Linked DNA regions of Mus musculus: region 1 is linked to region 2. The links are chromatin contacts, called in public HiChIP or PLAC-seq maps. All regions are on one chromosome and are shown on one strand. The core of a region is the stretch at or near the end of the contact, and the rest is flanking DNA. Distances in the headings are between cores, read along the strand shown.

What was found. HiChIP or PLAC-seq counts read pairs in DNA pulled down with a chosen protein or histone mark.
Region 1: a contact with region 2 is called in an H3K27ac HiChIP or PLAC-seq map of double positive thymocytes, with 2.9 times the contacts expected there. The contact joins the promoter of Ripor2 here to the enhancer-like site in region 2. A contact is called at or near these places in 2 of 484 Hi-C or Micro-C datasets (CD4 T cells and nephron progenitors), 6 of 115 datasets of contacts at active chromatin or transcription factors (CD8 T cells, double positive thymocytes, embryonic basal ganglia and 3 more) and 1 of 9 other capture datasets (adipose tissue).

Annotation. Positions count from the first base shown.
Region 1 is chr13:24,635,098-24,642,262 of GRCm38.p6, reverse strand. Ripor2 (RHO family interacting cell polarization regulator 2) reads right to left here and starts at 3,615. Exons shown (of 23, transcript NM_029679.2): 1 at 3,327-3,615. The coding sequence starts at 3,375.
Region 2 is chr13:24,541,810-24,548,924 of GRCm38.p6, reverse strand. It overlaps a transcript of Ripor2 not described here. Among named protein-coding and RNA genes, the nearest start is that of Gm22013, 59 kb to the right of the region's middle. Within about 2 kb of position 1,359, at least 48 of the 459 cell types and tissues checked have an H3K27ac peak or open chromatin away from gene starts, as enhancers often do. A contact at or near this core is called in CD8 T cells, double positive thymocytes and regulatory T cell precursor, where this site is marked.

The DNA of each region.
Region 1 (7,165 bases), core at 2,366-4,865, 91 kb before region 2:
CCTGTGGCTTCAGAGGGGAGGCGCACAAGGAGGACCAAAAAACGTGGGTATTTCTGAATTAGCTCATGCAAGATATGGAATGGACTGTTCCGTGGAGTGCCTGAGAAGGCTCCTATGCCTGTTACATTGAGGTTTTCACAGGAAGGATGCTGCCTGGAGAAACTGAATACAATATGACAGCTTAGAGGAATGAAGCTCACAGCGGGGCTCTGCTGGGATATAGAGGTGCAGTTTCATAATCCCTTCCCCTTTCTGAACACATCTTCCCAACAGTCCCATTGTGGGCTGTTTACATGAGGACTGATGGAAGACACCATTCCACACTGAGGTCTGCCTTTGTGGAACCAAACACTTGCCTATCTGTAGCTCCTCCCACACCCCCACCCAACTCCCTTGACCCATTGTCTGATTTCAGTTGGTATTCTTTTCTGGTTGAATGGCCTCAAACACAAGCAGTACACCCCCACCCCTCACCATCCAGGAGCTTTTCTTGGTAGATGAGACTAACCCTGGTAAAAGATCTGTTTGCAAGCATGAAGCCCCTGCTCAGAACCAGGCAAGGGAAGCCCAGATGGAAAGCCAAGTCTGCCATTGCCTGGGGATCATCCATTGTGCAGATTAAATGACTTTCACTTCCACTCCTACTTCCTCTCAAGGAAAGCAAGAGGCTGGTTTCAGACTTGTTGCTTCTTTTCAGAATAAAAATAAAACTGCATTTTAATTTTTTTCCAGCCCTTGAATGCACTGATGTTAGAATAGAGCACTTGTTTGTAAACTCTTTAACCCCAAAGGACCATTGTAAGAAAGCTCTGATCATTAACTATGAAATCTGAAGGGTATATTGTCTACTCTCTATAGCTACCCTTCTCTGTTTGGGTCCTCTTAACAGAAGTGGGGTGTAATAAAATGAGCTCAAAATGTAACAAGAGGGACTGGGAAGATGGCTCATTTAGTAAAGTACTTGTCACACAAGCATGGGGACCTCAATTTGATGCCCAGTACCCACGTAAAAAGCTGGACATGGCAGTGCATACCTGCAATCTTAGGGCCAAGAAAGCAGCGAGTGGGAAGTCCCTAGAGCTCTCAGCCACTTAATCTTGCTGAATTGATGAGCTTCAGGTTCAGTGAGACTGTCTTAAATAATAAGGTGAAGACTGACAGAAGAAGACACCTGAACACACACACCCACACACACTCACACTCACACACACATTCACACAGAATGGAGGAGGGGCAGGAAGGGAGGGAGGGACAAAGAATAACAGAAGTGGTTGGGTTCATTTAGAAGGAGGCACATGGTTAATAATGTAGCTGAGTCCTAGGGTCTATCCTGGTGGGGATAGTTTCTTGTTAGTGACAGAAGATTTAGTCAGCACGCCTATCATGACCCCATTCCAAAGCCTGGACACTTATATAGGTGTAGTTCCCCAGATCCAAACAATAGGCATAAAAACCTCCTCCTTGGGGCATTCACTCCTGAAAGCAGACAAGTCCCTTCTCTGCTTCTCTGCTAATCAACAAAAGGAAAGGAGTCAGAGAACCTGTGTTTTGGTAATCAGGCTTCCGGGCAAGGCCTCTGGCCGGGCTAACAGCCTTCCCTCTCTCGGGTTTGGCAGTCTCTATATTTATATTGAGGACAAAATATTCCTAGTGAAAACATCTCACATCAGAGTGTCAGAGGAAGAGAGCAACAACACCCATCAGGGGGCTTTTGGAAAAGCAACACATGTGCTATGTTTTGACTAAACATATTCTCCAATGTTCTTTTTCAGATGGTTGGGTGCAGTCAGCTTTTAGACAGGCAAACGCATTAACTTCTAGGGCAAAGGCCACCTTGTGGCTGGATCTCCACTCTTGGGACGTCAGCAGGAGCTCTGATGTTGTTGGAGGTTGGACTGAGTAGACACCCCCCTCCCTGCCCTAAGATTTATTGCCGCAAAGCGAGGGTGCCTACTTTACAGGTAACTGCTGGAGATTGGATTGAGGGTGCTGGTTCTTTGCAGGAGTTGTGCCCTGACCTCTCTTGCTGTAACAGCAGATAGAAGGCTCTAGTGGAGCTAAACCTTATGAATGGGACTCTCAGAGCCTGCTCTAAGAGAAGTAGGCTAGTAGGAATACTGGGTGAGGGTGGGAAGGAGGAGCGAGGCAAACCTGACCCAGAAAACTCTCCCAAAACAAAACAAAACCATCCAACCAACTAACATCAAAAACAACGAAACAGAAGAAGGAAGAAATGACTGTGTCAGGAAACAATGGGCGGGTGCTCATATTTGCAAGGGGAGCTGAGAGGAAAGGCAGCTTGTGTGTGTGTGTGTGTGTGTGTGTGTGCTTTAAAGACAATCACATTGTTCCCCCAGCTGAAGTGTTGACATTTCTTCACAGTCACTCATGCAACATATAGGTGTCCCCCAGACCAGAGCCTATGGGCTGTGGATCCCACTCTGCCCCACCCCCACTCCCCAAAAAACATTGCTAGCTTCTCTAGGATTTCGTCTTGTTTTCTCACTCAGGAGCTGTGACTGTCCACAGTCCTGTCATTCTCGCACCTGAATGGCTCTGCTTAGCGAATTCCAACGCCCGCCCTCTTCTACAGCGAGGGGTCTGCATCCCTATCCAGGAAACTGTGGGAGGGAGCTATGAGGTAATAAATAGCCTGAGGGAGAACTACAGAACCCCCCCCCCACCCCCCGCGCACGTTCAATATCACAGACACCTGCTAGGGTTAGAGTGTTCCCCAAGTGTGACCCCGTACCCCAGTCTTTCCAAACACAGGTTGGCATCAAAAACAACACATTTCTTTTGGCTTGCCCTCTTCCCCATTCTCACCGGTTTCACGTGGCCAATTTGGAACAGCTGGGTCCCAGCCAAGCTCAATTGCTCAGTCTGGAGGCACATGAAGCCCTTGGAAATTGCGATCCTCCCTCTGAGCTGGATCACCCATCGCTGCTGGGTGCCCGGAAGTCTTTCGGAAGCCAGGGTTCATCCACGATCCCACCCGCGGGATCCCCTGTCCCTGACAAGCCCCTACCTTAGGTAGTGCCACAGGCTTCTCTAGCCTTCTCAATCGGTCCTTCCACAGTGCGGGACATCCTTTGGGTCGGCCTGCGCTAAGTGCACGGCCCCTCTTCCTTAATAACTTCCCTTCTCGTCCCAGCCCACATCAGGCTCCCCGGATTCGCCAGGACCTAGGAAGCCCGGACACCCAAGGGTTCTTCTTAATATGCCAGGCTCATTCAAGCCCAGGACACTCCTCCATACACCCACCTCATGCCGGTGGAAACCAAAATCAGCCGCAGAGAATGTGTTTAAGAGGCGCGTGCACCTACCTGCCGAGAACGCTCCTAGTGCCCGGAGACGCTTAGTACCGGGTGGCATGTACCACCTCGGCACCCACGCACCGCCCCTCGCTGCCGTGCACCTCCGGCTCCGCGGACACCGGTGCTCGTTCCTCCCAGCCAACAGGGAAAGGTCCGAGGGTAACAGTCGTGGCCCCAGCGCTCGGGCGTCGCACCAGCTGCCGCCGCGCCGGGTGAAGTTGCGGGGCCAGAGGACGCGCGGGTGGCAGAGAGCGGAGCGAGCGCGGTAGCGGAGAGGGCGGTGGGGAGGCGCGCACGCGGGGGCTGGCGCGTCACCGGTGGGGGGGGGGCGAGGGAGGAGGGCGGGTGGAGACAGCTGCTTGATGGTCCCTTCAGCCCGACTCCTTCAGGGTGCGCTTGGGTGCTTGCCTCCAGCTGATCGTCTGCCTGCACGTCAGGCTCTGGGACACTAGCTTGTGGCGCAGCTTAGAAGGACTCCGCCGCAGGGGAGTTGAGACCAGCCGGACACGGAGCATTAGAGGAGATCTCAGCTGAGACAAGAGTGCCTGTGCAGCCAGCCTTTGGGGATCTCAAAAAGGGCCGTGCATTGCAAATGATGAGATGGGGGAGGGTTGTGTGCAGTGGTGAAGAGTGAAGTTCAAGGCTCAAGGCAGGAGTTATGTTGAAAAGCCCGGTTGGAGAGGGCCTCTGGGTACAAGTACCCAGGGCTTGTTTCGACAGAGGTTTCACTATGATAGGGAGAAGCAAGACTTTTGTTTGACTTTGAAACCTCTCTTTTGGTGTGAATTTGAATTATACATAAGGCTATAAAATGTAGGTGGGTCTGACAGACAGAAACATTCCATAGAAAAAGGACCTTTAGAAGCTGAGTGTGGTGGCATTCAAGAGGCTAAGGCAGGAAGGCTGCTGTAAGTTCGATGCCAGCCTGGGTTATATATAGTAAATCCCAGGTCAGCATTGGTAACTAGGCTATTATATGTGTGTGAGTGAAGAGTATGAGGTTGGGTATTCTAAGGACCTGGAGCCCAAGAGTGGACTCTGCGTCCATCCTTAGGTTGGCAGTCTTCCAGGCCTCAGTTTCCTCCTCAGGGAAACTGTCTTACTCATACAATTGTGTATTTACAATATGTAAAATCAAAGTGTCCCACAAATTCATCCATCACATTCCAAGCTGAGACCTAGTCACTTTATGAGGACATTAGAATCAAGAAGTATAAACCTTGACCAACAAAGGCTAGGAGAGGAGTCTATGGCAGCATCAGGAAACCTGGACATCCTTAGACCTGGAAAACGCAAGCAGCTGAATCACACCCCACCTAAGGATACAGCCAGACTTCAGGGATCACCCAAGGAGGAGCACTGTACAGGCCTCTCACCTGGACCACGAGGCCATGGCTTGAGAGGAGCTCAGACAGGCTACCCTTGCCAGCTGCATTCTCCAATGCCCTTCTCTCAACTCAACACACTCCCCATCAGGAAGCCACCTTCCCATGTGGACATTCCTTCCTAGGAGGAAAGCGTCGACTACGACTACACATGTGACAGCTTAGCACACAGAGGGCAAGCAAGCTCTCTGTGTGTTTCCTCATGGGTGTTCTGCTCAACAAGCAAGTCCCTAATGCATCAATCCGTACAGAACTAAACGTAAGTTTATGGCGATCTTCTTATCCCCTGACATTAGACTGTTTACACCTGGCTGTAACCTTTCAGTATTTTGATTCCCACTTTATAGGCAGGCAAACTAAGGTTACAGAGAGTTAGCCTAACTTGTCCAAGATGACCCAGCCTCATCGACTTTAGATGCTCATGCAAAAAAGAGACATGGCTTGTGGGGAGACATTCTTCATGGCACACCCATCCTTTGGAGGACACAGCAAAGCCGGGCTTGGATTCCTGACGAGTGGAAATTGTGAGTTAATGCTGTGTGTTCTTTTAAATGACTGTATGTTGATTTCTTAGGCAGTGATAGACAATAGTCTATCTACATTGCAGAAACAGTGGCCTTAAAAAAAAAAAAAACAACCCTGTAAACCACAATGTGACTCTTCTGTGGCTTTAAATCCTGCTTCAGTTCCCTATATGGAATACAGAATAAAACCCAAAGTCCACACTGCTGGTGATGGTTAATCTTCATCATCAGGTTGGTCGAATCTAAACTCACCTAAGCAGTAGACCCTTGGACCAGTCTGTAAAGGGTTCCCTAGATAAGTTAATTGAAGTGGAAAGGCCGGCCTTAGATGTGGATAGCACCTTCCATTCCTGGGCTGGGGCTCTGGTCCGAATACAAGGAGAGAAGGTACTTGCCACCAGCACTTCCTGGCCATGATGGTCAGTATCCTCTCGAATGGAGCCAGGTATTTGATCATAGCAACAAGAAACATAACCTCAGCACCACTGCTAACAAGATCCTGGTGAGCCAACCCTTTATAGATCTCCACTATCTCCAGGGCCTCTCTCTGGTTCCTCAAACCTTCGCAGCCTTTTCCTGGGTCATCGCAGACCACTGGCATCTTTAGTACATCCATGTCCCCAGTGATCATTTCCATCCCCACTTGTCTTCCAATGCTGACCATTCTTTGCCTGTCACTAATCTGTGAGCTCACGGGGCAGGGACCATTTCTGCCTTACCCACTGTGTCCCAGGCCTATCAGATGGAAGATGGATAACTGCATTCTGAAGCAGTTCCTGAGTCTACAAGCATTTCCTTTCCCTTGTCAGCCTGGCTTATCTCCGTCGGGAGAGCCTTTGCCCACATCCAGATAGCAGCAGCCATTTATTCACACTCAGTTAAAAAGCCCCCAGCTATCTCCATTCCCTCCGGCCCCTTGTCCCTTTCCTGTCCTCTCACTTCTGAACTTCCTAACAGCCAGATCTCAAGATGCCTAGAACCTCTACCTTGAGTAATATTGCAGGTACTGAAGTGTGATTGCTCCAAACAGTGTTACATTTCCTGGGCTCAACTCCTCAACCTGGGGCAGAACTGAAATTGCAAATAAATAGGAAGTGGGTTGAGCAAAGTGCCACTTTGAGCTGGTTCCCCAGGCAGTGTGTATATGATGGAAGGGTAGATCCTGAACCCAGGTCAGTTTCCTCTTTGGACTGGGATCTGTCCTGGATGACTGTAGCCGCTATGGGTCCTAGCACAAATCCTCCTCAGACAGCAGGTATGAGCATGAGTTACGGATGGACGGAGCATCATAGGTCTAACGAGACAGAATTCGTTCCTGATAGGGCCCTGTGGTTCACATGCCAGAGAAGTTAAGTGATTTGTCCGTCAGGGCAACCAAATTAAGAGTACACAGAAGAAGCCAGGCACCTCAGTCCAAAGCTCTACAGCAGGCATCTCCACCTACTGTCTCTGCTGAGATCTCCAGAGTCCCCATTCTTGAAGGGGTGGATTTCTCCTTATTTCTACTTTCTCTTGTGGTGTATTTACCGCTCCCTAAGCAGAATTCAGAGCATTCCTATCCGCCAAGGGCATTCTTGTGACTTTACCCAGGGAAATAATGAAGCACAGATCTGTTCTGTTCATGGAAGCAGGGGTACTCTGGGAACCTCCTCACTAGGAGACAGTTACATTTCCTCATGCCGGCAGAAAGGAATGGTTCCTGGAACAATTTGCTTTATGGTCCACTTTAGGATACATGATCTGCCCCCTCAATTTCTGAGACTCCACTTCTCTTAACACGAAGGAATCTAGACCACACTCATTCCTATGATATTGCACACAGGTCTGTATGTAGGTTGTGCCAGTGCTATGTTGGTAAAACAAAGCAAACCAAACAAACTCCATCCATTTATAATAAGACTCGTGCCTTCAGCTCCAGGCTTCACCTTCAAAGTAGGAG
Region 2 (7,115 bases), core at 110-2,609:
TCTTCTCTTTTTCTCTGTCCTTCTCTGTCCCCTCCCTTTCTCTGCTTCTACTCCCTTCTCATCGCCCTTTCCCACCCCCAAATAAACTCTATTCTATACTAGACCTGTCTTGGGGCTGGTACCTTAGGGGGAAGGGATGCCTCAGCATGGGCCCGCTGAGGTGCCCTCTCCCAACCCACCATACTGTGCTCTAAAAAACATATCCTTGGCTTTATAAAACGCATCAATGGGTCTTAATGCTGAGTTTTGTTGACATGCCCCAATTTAAGCAAGCACTTCTGCTATTAGGATTTAACTTGTCTGTAGTTAGTGCTTGAGATAATGCCCCAAGGACATCTCTGTGCCCATACCTTTTGTCTGGCTCAGTGTGGGATTAAAGGTTAAGAACACAAATGGTTATCTGTCACATTTCTATTCAAAGGCAGATGAATCACACTTTGAGCAGCATAGAGTAAGCTTAGTTTCATCAGCAGTGGACATCCCTACTCTTTTCTGTTTTTTTTTTCCCCACGCAAATGTAAAATCAAACTTTCCCTATGTAACAACTTGGTTTTAAGGTAAAGGTTAGACATGTTCTGGTCCACTCGCCACAGCGGCTCGCTAGCCCCACTGTCTTTCTTATACTTTCTACTGTAGAGTAGGGAAGAACAGGAGACTGAAGGAAGGGGAAGAAGAGACACACTGAGGGGACTCGTGAGCATGATAGGACAGGCACTAACTAAAATGTGCCGGTTCTGGAGCCTGGGGTAGAGCATTGAGTTCTAGGCCAGTGCTAATGACCAATGGCCCTGACCCCAGATGAACGAATGATCCTGACCCAACTGCGGCCACACCTCATCTCACCTGAACTGAAATCCTTACCTCAGAATGCAGGGGAGGGGGCTCCCCTTTCTCTCTTCCCTATCTTTCCAATTTGTTCTCTGCATGGTTTCTATGGACTGGCCTTTGAGCTTGCAAATGGGGTCTCCAGCTCCACAGCTCCTGCCCTGCTATCACTTACCATCTATGGGGCAGAGTGCAGAGAGAGGTACTCAAGGAGGTAGATGTGGCTGCATAGGAGGTAGGGCCGAAGTAGTGAGGGTTGTCAAAGAGACAACAAATTGATCCAAAGGGTCCATCTCCAGGAATGGAGAAATGGTAGGAAAGAAACGGTCTAGTGGGGTCAGTCTTGCTGTAGCCAGTGGTGGTATTTCAGGAGGACAGAGAGGACCACAGGGCAGGCTCTGGCCAGCCAGGCCAATCTCTGGAGCCCACTGCATTCTTCCGTATAATTCATTATTCTCTGAACTCTGGAGCCCTGGAGCAGGAGAGAAGCCAGCTGAGGGTGCTTGTCACAGGCACTGGCTTGGCACAGCCAGGAGACCTAGACTGTAACTGAAAGTGTCCCTGTTCATTGCTTGGTTATGACTCAAGCATGGCCAGGGTGAGGGTATCCAGTAAATGCCAATCAGTTCTCCACTTAAACATCGTTTATAACAGGCAAGCATTGTGGGTAGGCCTTCCCGTCCCATACCATTCAAACTTAATGCACAAAACCCTTCATGAACGGCTTCACCAGTATCCTGCTCACCCCTCCCCCACTTTTTCTGACTCTTTTAACACCAGCCAATCCAACTCATGCCTGCACACTTGACTTTACCCAGCAACACCCAGCTGAGAGAACGTCACCTCCAGGAACCTTTACCTAACTGTCCTCCCCACCCCCACCCAGGGTAATTCTTTTCCTCTCTTGTGATACTTCCTCTGTGTGACCCTGGTATGCTATACATGTGCCCATCACAGCATCTTACTGTGCCATTCACAACTGACTTCTTCCTTGTACTGTGGCGCTCTGGAAGGTGCCGTCTTTCAGCTTCTCGACTTTGTTCTTGGTCCATTACATAATCCACAACTCACGGTGGCACAGGGGTGACTGGCACTACACACGCCTAGCTTACTTTAGAGCAGGCTTTCTTCAGCTGCAGTCACGTGTGTCACAATCTGTATCTTCTGCTCTAGACGAGTGACTAGCAGGCTCGGGTTGCAGGGGTTTCCAGTCTTCTCTGCTCACTGCATTCTCACATGAGGAGCCTCCAGGCTCCCAGTGTGAGGGTTGCTAGCTCTGGTCAGAGTACAGTTCAATGAACTCAGAATCAATCCCTGCCGCTTTGTAACTACCTGGTCATTCTAATGCGTGGTGAATACTGAGACCCTGGAGTTTAAATGACCCAAGTGTTGACTATAAACAGCTTTTCTTGTGTACCCACTGTATAGTAAACACTGAGCTGGGCACTGGGAAGTGGTGAGAAGGGAATAGTATTTTGTGTAGATAGAGTCTTGGTTCTCAAGAAACTGTAGACTCCACACAGTGTAAATGACCATGGTCTCCAAATTGGTTGGTTTAGATCAGAGTGTCTGTGGTGGTTTGTATATTCTTGACCCTGGGAGTGGCCCTATTAGGAGGTGTGGCCTTGTTGGAGTAGGTGTGTCACTGTGGGCGTGGGCTTAAGACCCTCACTCTAACTGCCTGGAAGTCAGTCTTCCACTAGCTGCCTTCAGATGAAGAAGTAGAACTCTCAGCTCCTTCTGCACCATGCCTGCCTAGATGCTGCCATGTTCCCGCTTTGATAATACTGGGCTGAACCTCTGAACCTGTAAGCCAGTCCAATTAAATTGTCCTTTATAAGACTTGCCTTAGTCATGGTATCTGTCCACAGAAGTAAAACCCTAACTAAGACAGTGTCACAAAGCTGTCATTTTTTGTTTCTGAGTCCACCTATTCATGAAGGCCTACATCTTCACTGTAGGATGTTTCAAAGAATCTCTGGTTTCAGTTCAGCAGATGACAATGGCAATCTATAGTGTACACACACACACAATTTTACAATTGAATACATTCAGATATGTCCTAATATGCCTTTGGGGTAAAGCAGCCTCCCTGGAGAATAACAGGCTAGCTAGGTAACAGTGTTTCTTAGCAAGACTCTAGGGCAATCTCCTTCCACGTTTGAGTCTCAAAACAAACCTTGCCCTAGAGCAGTGCTCTCAGAGTGTGGGCCCTACAGCCAGCATCTGTGGCAGCTGGAGGGCCTGCTCCAGACCTCTTGAATCTACCATTTGTTTTAAGACATTCTTTGAGTGGTTTGCAAATGGGCTCAAGTTGCAGGGCCACCAACTGATGTAGTGGGGAAAGGGAGGTGGCATGTGTGGGGGCAATGAGAAAGGTCTCAACAGAGCTAGCTCTGGGTTCTGACAATACATAAGCTACCCACAGGCTGTCCCAGGAGCAGTGGGCTCTGTATGGAAGGAAAAACTTCCAGATGGAAGGTAGCCTGCACTCCTAGGCAGCCAAGTCTCTTTCTTTTCTTGCTTAATTGTTTCTCTTAATGTTCTTAATCTGTTTTCCTATGCTTTGGATAGAAAAACAATGCCCTCTGTAACTCGTGCCCTGTGGTGATTGACAGCCATCAGTGTGCTCAAACAACTCTTTGAACACATTTGTTTGAATCTTAAGAAAACGGGTGATGGAAATAAAAAGAACTATTCAAAAAAATCAACCAAACCAGGAGCTGGTTCTTTGAGAAAATCTACAAGATAGATAAACCCTTAGCCAAACTAACTAGAGGGCACAGGGACAGTATCTTAATTAACAAAATCGGAAATGAAAAGGGAGACATAACAACAGATCCTGAAGAAATCCAAAACACCATCAGATCATTCTACAAAAGGCTATACTCAACAAAACTGGAAAACCTGGATGAAATGGACAAATTTCTAAACAGATACCAGGTACCAAAGTTAAATCAGGATCAGATTAATGACCTAAACAGTCCCATATCCCCTAAAGAAATAGAAGCAGTCATTAATAGTCTCCCAATCAAAAAAAGCCCAGGACCAGATGGGTTTAGTACAGAGTTCTATCAGACCTTCAAAGAAGACCTAATTCCAATTCTCCTCAAACTACTTCAAAAAATAGAAACAGAAGGTACTCTACCCAATTCATTCTATGAAGCCACAATTACTCTGATACCTAAATCACATAAAGACCCAACAAAGATAGAGAACTTCAGACCAATTTCCCTTATGAATGTCAATGCAAAAATACTCAATAAAATTCTCACTAACTGAATCCAAAACCATCATCCATCATGATCAAGTAGGCTTCATTCCAGGGATGCAGGGATGGTTTAATATACAGAAATCCATTAATGTAATCCACTATATAAACAAACTCAAAGACAAAAATCACATGATCATCTTGTTAGATGCTGAGAAAGCATTTGACAAAATCCAACACCCATTAATGATAAAATGTCTTGGAAAGATCAGGAATTCAAAGCCCACACCTAAACATAATAAAAACAATATACAGCAAACCAGTAGCCAACATCAAACTAAATGAAGAGAAGCTGGAAGCAATCCCACTAAAATCAGAGACTAGACAAGGCTGCCAGCATTCTCCCTACCTATTCAATATAGTACTCGAAGTCCTAGCCAGAGCAATTCGACAACAAAAAGAGGTCAAGGGGATACAAATTGGAAAGGAAGAAGTCAAAACATCACTTTTTGCAGATGATATGATAGTATATATAAGTGACCCTAAAAATTCCACCAGAGAGCTCCTAAACCTGATAAACAGCTTCAGTGAAGTAGCTGGATATAAAATTAACTCAAACAAGTCATTGGTCTTTCTCTACACAAAGGATAAACAGGCTGAGAAAGAAATTAAAGAAACAACACCCTTCACAATAGTCACAAATAATATAAAATACCTTGGCGTGACTCTAAGGAAGTGAAAGATCTGTATGATAAGAACTTCAAGTCTCTGAAGAAAGAAATCAAAGATCTCAGAAGATGGAAAGATCTCTCATGCTCATGGATTGGCAGGATCAATATAGTAAAAATGGTTATCTTGCCGAAAGCAATCTACAGATTCAATGCAAGTCCCATCAAAATTCCAACTCAATTCTTCAATGAATTAGAAAGGGCAATTTGCAAATTCATCTGGAATAAGAAAAAGCCTAGGATAGCAAAAACTCTTCTCAATGATAAAAGAACCTCTGATGGAATCACCATGCCTGACCTCAAACTGTACTACAGAGCAATTGTGATAAAAACTGCATTGTACTGGTACAGATCTACAGACAGGTAGATCACTGGAATAGAATTGAAGACCCAGAAATGGTCACTTGATCTTTGACAAGGGAGCTAAAACCATCCAGTGGAAAAAAGACAGCATTATCAACAAATGGTGCTGGCACAACTGGCAGTTATCATGTAGAAGCATGCGAATTGATCCATTCTTATCTCCTTGTACTAAGGTCAAGTCTACGTGGATCAAGGAACTCCATGTAAAACCAGAGACACTGAAACTCATAGAGGAGAAAGTGGGGGAAAGCCTTGAAAATATGGGCAAAGGGGAAAAATTCCTGAACAGAACACCAATGGCTTGTGCTATAAGTTCAAGAATTGACAAATAGGACCCCATAAAATTGCAAAGCTTCTGTAAGGCAAAAGACACTGTCAATAAGACAAAAAGGTCACCAACAGATTGGGAAAGGATTTTTACCAATCCTAAATCTGATAGGGGGCTAGTATCCATTATATACAAAGAGCTCAAGAAGATGGACTCCAGAAAATCAAAAAACCCTATTAAAAAGTGGGGTAGAGAGCTAAACAACGAATTCTCAACTGAGGAATACCAAATGGCTGAGAAGCACCTGAAAAAATGTTCAACATCCTTAAACATCAGGGAAATGCAAATCAAAACAACCCTGAGATTCCACCTCACACCAGTCAGAATGGCTAAGATCAAAAATTCAAGTGACAGCAGATGCTGGCGAGGATATGGAGAAAGAGGGACACTCTTCCATTGCTGGTAGGATTGCAAGCTTGTACAACCACTCTGGAAATGAGTCTGGTGGTTCCTCAGAAAATTGGACATAGTACTACCGGAAGATCCAACAATACCTCTCCTGGGCATATATACAGAAGGTGTCCCAACTGGTAAGAAGGACACATGCTCCACTATGTTCATAGCAGCCTTGTTTATAATAACCAGAAGCTGGAAAGAACCCAGATGTCCCTCAACAGAGGAATGGATACAGAAAATGTGGTACATTTACACAATGGAGTACTACTCTGCTACTAAAAGAAATGAATTTATGAAATTCCTATGCAAATGGATGGACCTGGAGGATATCATCCTGAGTGAGGTAACCCAATCCAAAAGAATACACATGATATGCACTCACTGATAAGCAATATTAGTCCAGAAACTTAGAATACCCAAGATACAATTTGCAAAACACATGAAACTCAAGAGGAAGGAAGACCAAAGTGTGGATACTTTAATCCTTCTTAAAATGGGGAACAAAATACCCATGGAAGGAGTTACAAAGACAAAGTTCAGAGCTGAGACGGAAGGATGGACCATCCAGAGACTGCCCTATCTGGGGATCCATCCCATATACAACCACCAAACCCAGACACTATTACATATTCCAGCAAGATTTTGCTGACAGAACCTTGATATAGCTGTCTCTTGTGAGGCTATGTCAGTGCCTGGCAAATACAGAAGTGGATGCTCACAGTAGGCTATTGGATGGAACACAGGGTCCCTAAGGAAGGAGCTAGAGAAAGTATCCAAGGAGCTAAAGGGGTCGGCAAACCCTACATGAGGAACAGCAATATGAACTAACCAGTACCCCCAGAGCTATGTCTCTAGTTGCATATGTAGCAGAGGATGGCCTAGTCGGCCATCAATGAGAGGAGAGGCCCTTGGTATTGCGAAGATCATATGCCCCAGTACAGGGGAATACCAGGGCCAGGAAGTGGGAGTGGGTGGGTTGGGGAGCAGTGTGGGGGAGGGTATAGGGGGCTTTGGGGATAGCATTTGAAATGTAAAGGAAGAAAATATCTAATAAAAAAAGAAAAAAAGAAAAAGAAAAAGAAAAAGAAAACGGGTAGTGCTAGCAAAATCACAAGAGTATGTTTTTGAAGAATGCAAACTCAAGTTTACCACCAGACATGTAGAAATACGCACATGCTTCCATACCAGACACGGATACACATGCTTCCATACCAGACACGGATACATATGCTTCCATACCAGACAGGGATACACATGCTTCCAT